Regions from separate parts of the Sus scrofa genome. Here region 1 is linked to region 2. A link is a contact called in public Hi-C data. All regions are on one chromosome and are shown on one strand. Each heading gives the region's core, a stretch centred on a gene start, on an enhancer-like site or on the middle of the called end of the contact. The rest is flanking DNA. Distances are from core to core; before and after follow the strand shown.

What was found. Hi-C and Micro-C count contacts between places; a contact is called where the count stands out from the background.
Region 1: a Hi-C map of liver shows a contact between it and region 2, with 8 times the contacts expected there. The contact joins two enhancer-like sites. A contact is called at or near these places in 1 of 47 Hi-C or Micro-C datasets (liver) and 1 of 2 datasets of contacts at active chromatin or transcription factors (alveolar macrophages).

What each region holds. Positions count from the first base shown.
Region 1 is chr13:160,176,952-160,179,933 of Sscrofa11.1, reverse strand. The region is part of intron 6 of ST3GAL6 (type 2 lactosamine alpha-2,3-sialyltransferase); the gene reads left to right. Among named protein-coding and RNA genes, the nearest start is that of ST3GAL6, 47 kb to the left of the region's middle. Within about 2 kb of position 1,348, at least 2 of the 83 cell types and tissues checked have an H3K27ac peak or open chromatin away from gene starts, as enhancers often do. A contact at or near this core is called in liver, where this site is marked.
Region 2 is chr13:159,981,822-159,984,561 of Sscrofa11.1, reverse strand. No RefSeq gene overlaps it. Among named protein-coding and RNA genes, the nearest start is that of DCBLD2, 81 kb to the left of the region's middle. Within about 2 kb of position 1,486, at least 1 of the 83 cell types and tissues checked has an H3K27ac peak or open chromatin away from gene starts, as enhancers often do. A contact at or near this core is called in liver, where this site is marked.

The DNA.
Region 1 (2,982 bases), core at 99-2,598, 200 kb before region 2:
TACATTCCCACCAAGAGTGTAGGAGGGTACCCTTTTCTCCACACCCTCTCCAGCATTTGTTATTTGTTGACTTGTTAATAATGGTCATTCTGACAGGTGTGAGGTGGTACCTTATAGTAGTTTCGATTTATAGTTCTCTAATAATTTGTGATGTTGTGCATTTTTTTCATGCACCTGTTGGCCATCTGCATATCCTCTTTGGAGAAACATCTATTCAGGTCTTTTGCCCATTTTTCAATTGGGTTATTGGTTTTTTTGCTCTTGAGTTGTATAAGTTATTTGTATATTTTAGAGATTAAGCCCTTGTCAGTTGCATTGTTTGAAACTGTTTTCTCCCACTCCATAGGTTGTCTTTTTTTTTTTTTTAATGGTTTCTTTGTTGTGCAAAAGCTTGTCTGTTTGATTAGGTCCCATTGGTTTATTTTTGCTTTTATTTCTGTTGCCTTGGGAGACTGACCTAAGAAAACATTTGTGCAGTTGATGTCAGAGAATGTTTTGCCTATGTTCTCTTGCAGGAGTTTGATGTTGTTTTGTCTTACGCTTAAGTCTTTAAGCCATTTTGAGTTTATTTTTGTGCATGGTTGTGAGGGTGTGTTCCAGTTTTGTTGATTTACATGTGGCTATCCAGTTTTCCCAAAACTATTTACTGAAAAGACTATCTTTTTCCCATTTTATATTCTTGCCTCCTTCGTCGAAGATTAATTGACCATAGGTGTCTGGGTTTATTTCTGGGTTCTCTATTCTGTTCCTTTGGACTGTCTGTCTGTTTTGGTACCAGTACCACACTGTCTTGATGACTGTGGCTTTGTAATATTGCCTAAAGTCTGGGGTAGTTATGCCTCCTGCTTGGTTTTTGTTCCTCAGGATTGCTTTGGCAATTCTGGGTCTTTGTGGTTCCATATAAATGTTTGGATTGTTTGTTCTAGTTCTGTGAAAAATGTCATGGGTGATTTGATAGGGATTGCATTGAATCTGTAGATTGCTTTGGGAATATGGCCATTTTTACCATATTAATTTTTCCAATCCAGGAGCATTGAATATCTTTCCAACTTTTTATAATTTAAAACTATGCCATCAACCTAGTCAATTTCAGTTTGTGATTGCATATCCACAGCAACCATACATTTTCTAATCTAAAGTGTATATAGCTTTCATCTGTAGAATATTCCTTTGTGTGGACCTTTGGCATATATGCTTTATGTCAGTTCTCTCTAATTTGTACAACCACCCTGTAAATTATCCTTGCTGATCTCCATTTTTGAAATTGAGAAACCAAGGCTAGGCAAACATACACAGTTTGTTATGGCTGGTAAATGCCAGAGCCAGGATGTGATCCTGGCTGGGTCTATTCAGTGCCTGGATGTTTGCTTTAAGAGTGATAATGGTTATACCTTAAATATTTGCAGAAAGCATCTGCAAATATTTGAAAAAATCCTTGGCCCTGTAAATGTGAGTTACTTAGGATTCTAGATGGTATGTGATTAGAAGTTTCATTCTTGGCTGGTTTTTATCTTAGAACTGGCCTGTGCTTTATTTATTTGCTTTCAGAGCCCTTTCCTCCACATGTATTCATCATCTGTATGTGCCTCACCCAGACTGTCTCCCCTCTTCTTGCTGACTTAGTCTGGTGACTCCCCACCGTTTCTCACTTTGTCACCGAGAATGCCACACTCACACCATCAACCCAGGTCAGGTTCTTCGTATCAGTAGCGTTGGGAGGGAGATAGGTGTGGGTGCCGAGCAGGGATTGAAAATCATGCTGATTGCACAAGGGTTCTTTGGTCTGAAGTTGTCAAGAGATGCAAATAACATCACTGTACAGTCAGAAATTCCTCAGGTATAGAGTGAATGGAAGATACCTGTGTAGGATCCTCCCAGCGTGAGCACAGTGAGGCAGTAGACACTCAGCATTGCCAAATTGCTTGTTTGACGTGTTCAGACTTGGCTCCTAGAGACTTCAGAAAGAGTATTTTGTTTGTTTATTTATTTATTTATCTTTTTGTCTTTTAGGGCCACACTCGTGGCATATAGAGGTTCCCAGGCCTACGCCAGAGCCACAGCAACACGGGATCCAAGCCGCATCTGTGACCTACACCACAGCTCATGGCAACGCCAGATCCTTAACCCACTGGGTGAGGACAGGGATCGAACCCGCATCCTCATGGATGCTAGTCAGGTTCGTTAACCACTGAGCCATGACAGGAACTCCAGGAGTATTTTGAAAGTAGGTAAGTGTATATTTATGACAATGCTATTTTCATTTATATATTAACTTTTAGGAGGAATTCACATAATAAATTTTATCTACACTCTACATTCTACATTTGCCTGAAACCCATGATACAACCCAAAGATAATACCAGGCCAGCTCATGCCTGAGCGATACATTTTAAGTAAATCCCAGAAAGGCAGAATACACTCAACTGCCTGTTGCTGTCTCACGGCAACTCAGTCTGTTCCCCAAGTAATTTTTTTTGTGTGTCTTTTTTTTTTAATGGCTGCATCTGCAGCATATGTAAGTTCCCAGGCTGGGGGTTGAATAGCCTACACCATGCCACAGGAACACCAGATCTGAGCTATGTCTGCAACCTACACTAAGCTCACTGCAACGCTGGATCCCCAACCCACTGATTGAGGCCAGGGATCAAACCCACATCCTCATGGATACTAGTTGGATTCATTTCTGCTGTGCCACAATGTGCACTCCCATTTTTGGTTGTTTCAAATCAGAATCCTTTACTTGAATCATGCCCTCAGTGGGGATAGATACCATTGTGAATGCAAAAATCTCCAAGTATCCATTGCATTTACAAGATATGACTTTTCCTCTTTCTCACAATTGTCATGTAAATGAAGCCTATGGGTAAGCATTCTCAGGGACCAAGCCTTCTCTTTTGTGACTCTGCTATTCCTCCCTGTGGCCTTCTTTATAATTCTGCCTGTGAGTCAGCATATCCCAAGTATGGGAAAGAGAAAAATCTC
Region 2 (2,740 bases), core at 237-2,736:
TTACCCAAAATCTAAATTCACATCTTGGTGGGTGTTGAGACACTACTAAGTCAAAGTTTGGGAGAAGGAAGGATTTATTCTTACTTGTAGGAACTAAGGAGAACACAGGGGATTGTTCCCAAAGAAAAATCTCTCTAAAGGGCAAAACTAAGGAAGTTTTAAGCTAAGGGTGCATGCATATTCATGAAGAGGCTTGAGCAAAGGAGAATTCAGCACGGAATTGGGACAAATGTCTTTGACAGAGCCCAAGCTTCAGCTGATTGAAATCAGATGGTTAACATCAGTATTCCATCCTCCACCTTGGTGTGGGCTTAAGCTCCTACAGAACTCAAAAGACCTGTATCAGGTTGTGGTGTATATTCCTTGAGGAGGAACTAGGATTCTGTCTTATTGCTGAACTATTGTTTCTTGACTGCTTTTCCTTTGTTCCTGCCTTCCCTTACTTTTCTTAAGAACAATGGTTGCTGAGACCTGTTCAAGGGCAATCATTATGGCCTGGCTTAGATCACAAAATGGCTTAGGCCAAAATAGCTTCTTTTATATCAAGAAAGCCATTCCTGGTTCTCTTTCTCCAAGGACCCCTTAACCTATCTTCTTACAATGAGGATAACAGGCAGATGTTATAACTGGTTCTAGAGAATCTGAAGAAACAGATACCTTTATAAATCAGGAATATGGAAATGAATGTGCAAATGGAGGCAAAAGTTGTTTCCCCACAGGAAGGAAAGGGAAATCAATTGAGTCTTTATTGGACATGACATGATTTGTATATCAATATACAAGAATTATTTTTCATTGTTACCACTTATCTTCAATTTATAGAGTTGCAAAAGAGCACAAGGATAACAGACTAGTATCAGATAATCCTGAGAGTGTTCTCTAGAGCCCAGGCGATGCATAGTTTTCAAGTACAACTTTCTTTCCTACAAGAGAGAATAATTTTATGCTTGATGTTCTTTCCTTTATCAGTTTTCTTAGAAAACAGGCATAAACCTCTGGGTTTCCATATCAGATTCTTATTATCTGTCTCACACAGAATACAATGAAATTGGGTAAGAATTTGCAGAATACACATATGAGATAGTTCATGATTAGAAGTTCTTTTCCCCAATTGTTTTATTTAACTGTGTGAAATATTCAATTTTCTCTTGTTCCTTAGCATTCATTATATCCATATAGCAAATATTTACCAATTACCTATTTATCTGGTGTCAGGTCTAAGAAAACAGAAGTAGATCAATGTCTCTGTTCTTAAGAAACTTAATACAACAGATATGAATTGTATTTCAGACACTCAGAGGTGTAACAAATATCAACATAATTTATTTTTTTTTAATCAAAATACTCTGAATCTGAGACTCAGACACCTGCTTGGCAAATCATTTAATCTCAGTCATTATACAGCTTTCATGATGCTCTGTGAAGGTCCCAATGGTAATAAAAAAAGCAAAATATTTGTGTGGCTTATCTATGGCCTTTGATCCTGAAGGGGAAAGTTGTGCAAAGCTTAGTAATTTAGTAGGCATTCTGGCTAGCTCATCTATGTGGACTCATCCCTGCTTTTGGCTGTTTTTGACTAGGTTATCTTACAGGTTCATAGAGATAGAAGTTAGCTTGTAGAATTTTTGTTGTTGTTGTTGTCTTTTTAGGGCCATACCCATGGCATATGGAGGTTCTCAGACTAGGGCTCGAATCAGAGCCGTAGCCACCAGACTACACCACAGCCACAGCAATGTCAGAACCGAGCCGTGTTTGTGACCTATGCCACAGATCACAGCAATACTGGATACTTAACCCACTAGTTGAGGCCAGGTATCGAACCAGAATCATCATGGATGATAGTTAGATTCTTTTCTGCTGATCCATGACAGGAACTCCCTAGGAGTTCAATAATGAAAATATTTCCTAAGGGCAGCCAAGAAAATGATTCCTGTTCATGGCAAGGCAAGAGAGTTTTGTCAGATAGAGAATATAAATCTCTGGAAGTCAAATTCCCATTTTATATACCTTACTGGTTCTCTTATTACTGAGTTAAATAAAATCCTTGATGTGTTCATTTTGTATTCACATGAGAGTGATGATTTTATTCTCTTTTAAAATGTGTACAGTCTGTTAACCTAAAAAACTATGCAGAAGGCTGTGAATAAGAGATTATTTGGGGTCTTAAAATAAATAAAACAAATACTAACAGACAAAAAGGGAGAAACTGATGGGAATACAATACTAGTAGGAGATTTTAACACCTCACTCACATTAAAGGACAGATTTTCAAGACATAAAATCAACAAGGCAACAGAGATTCTAAATCATATAATAAAACAGTTAGATTTAATTTATATTTTCAGGACATTACACCCTGAAAAAGCAGAATGTGCACATGGAACATCCTCTAGGATTGACTACACAATAGAGCACAAAAGGAGCCTCAACAAATTTAAGAATATAAAAATTATTTCAAGCATCTTTTCACAGTGGCATGAAACTAGAAATCAACATAAAACAGAAAAAGAAATGAGAAAAAAACAATTACATGAGACTGAACAACGAGTTACCAAAAAACCCCAATATTAATGATAAATCAAAGAAGAAGCTAAAAAATATTTTGAGGCAAATGACAATGAAGACACAACCATACAAAATCTGTGGAATGCTGCAAAAGGTGTTCTTAGAGGGAAGTTCATGGTGATGCATGCCTTATTTAGAACATAATATAGGTCAGAGAGAAAATAAAGTAGATATT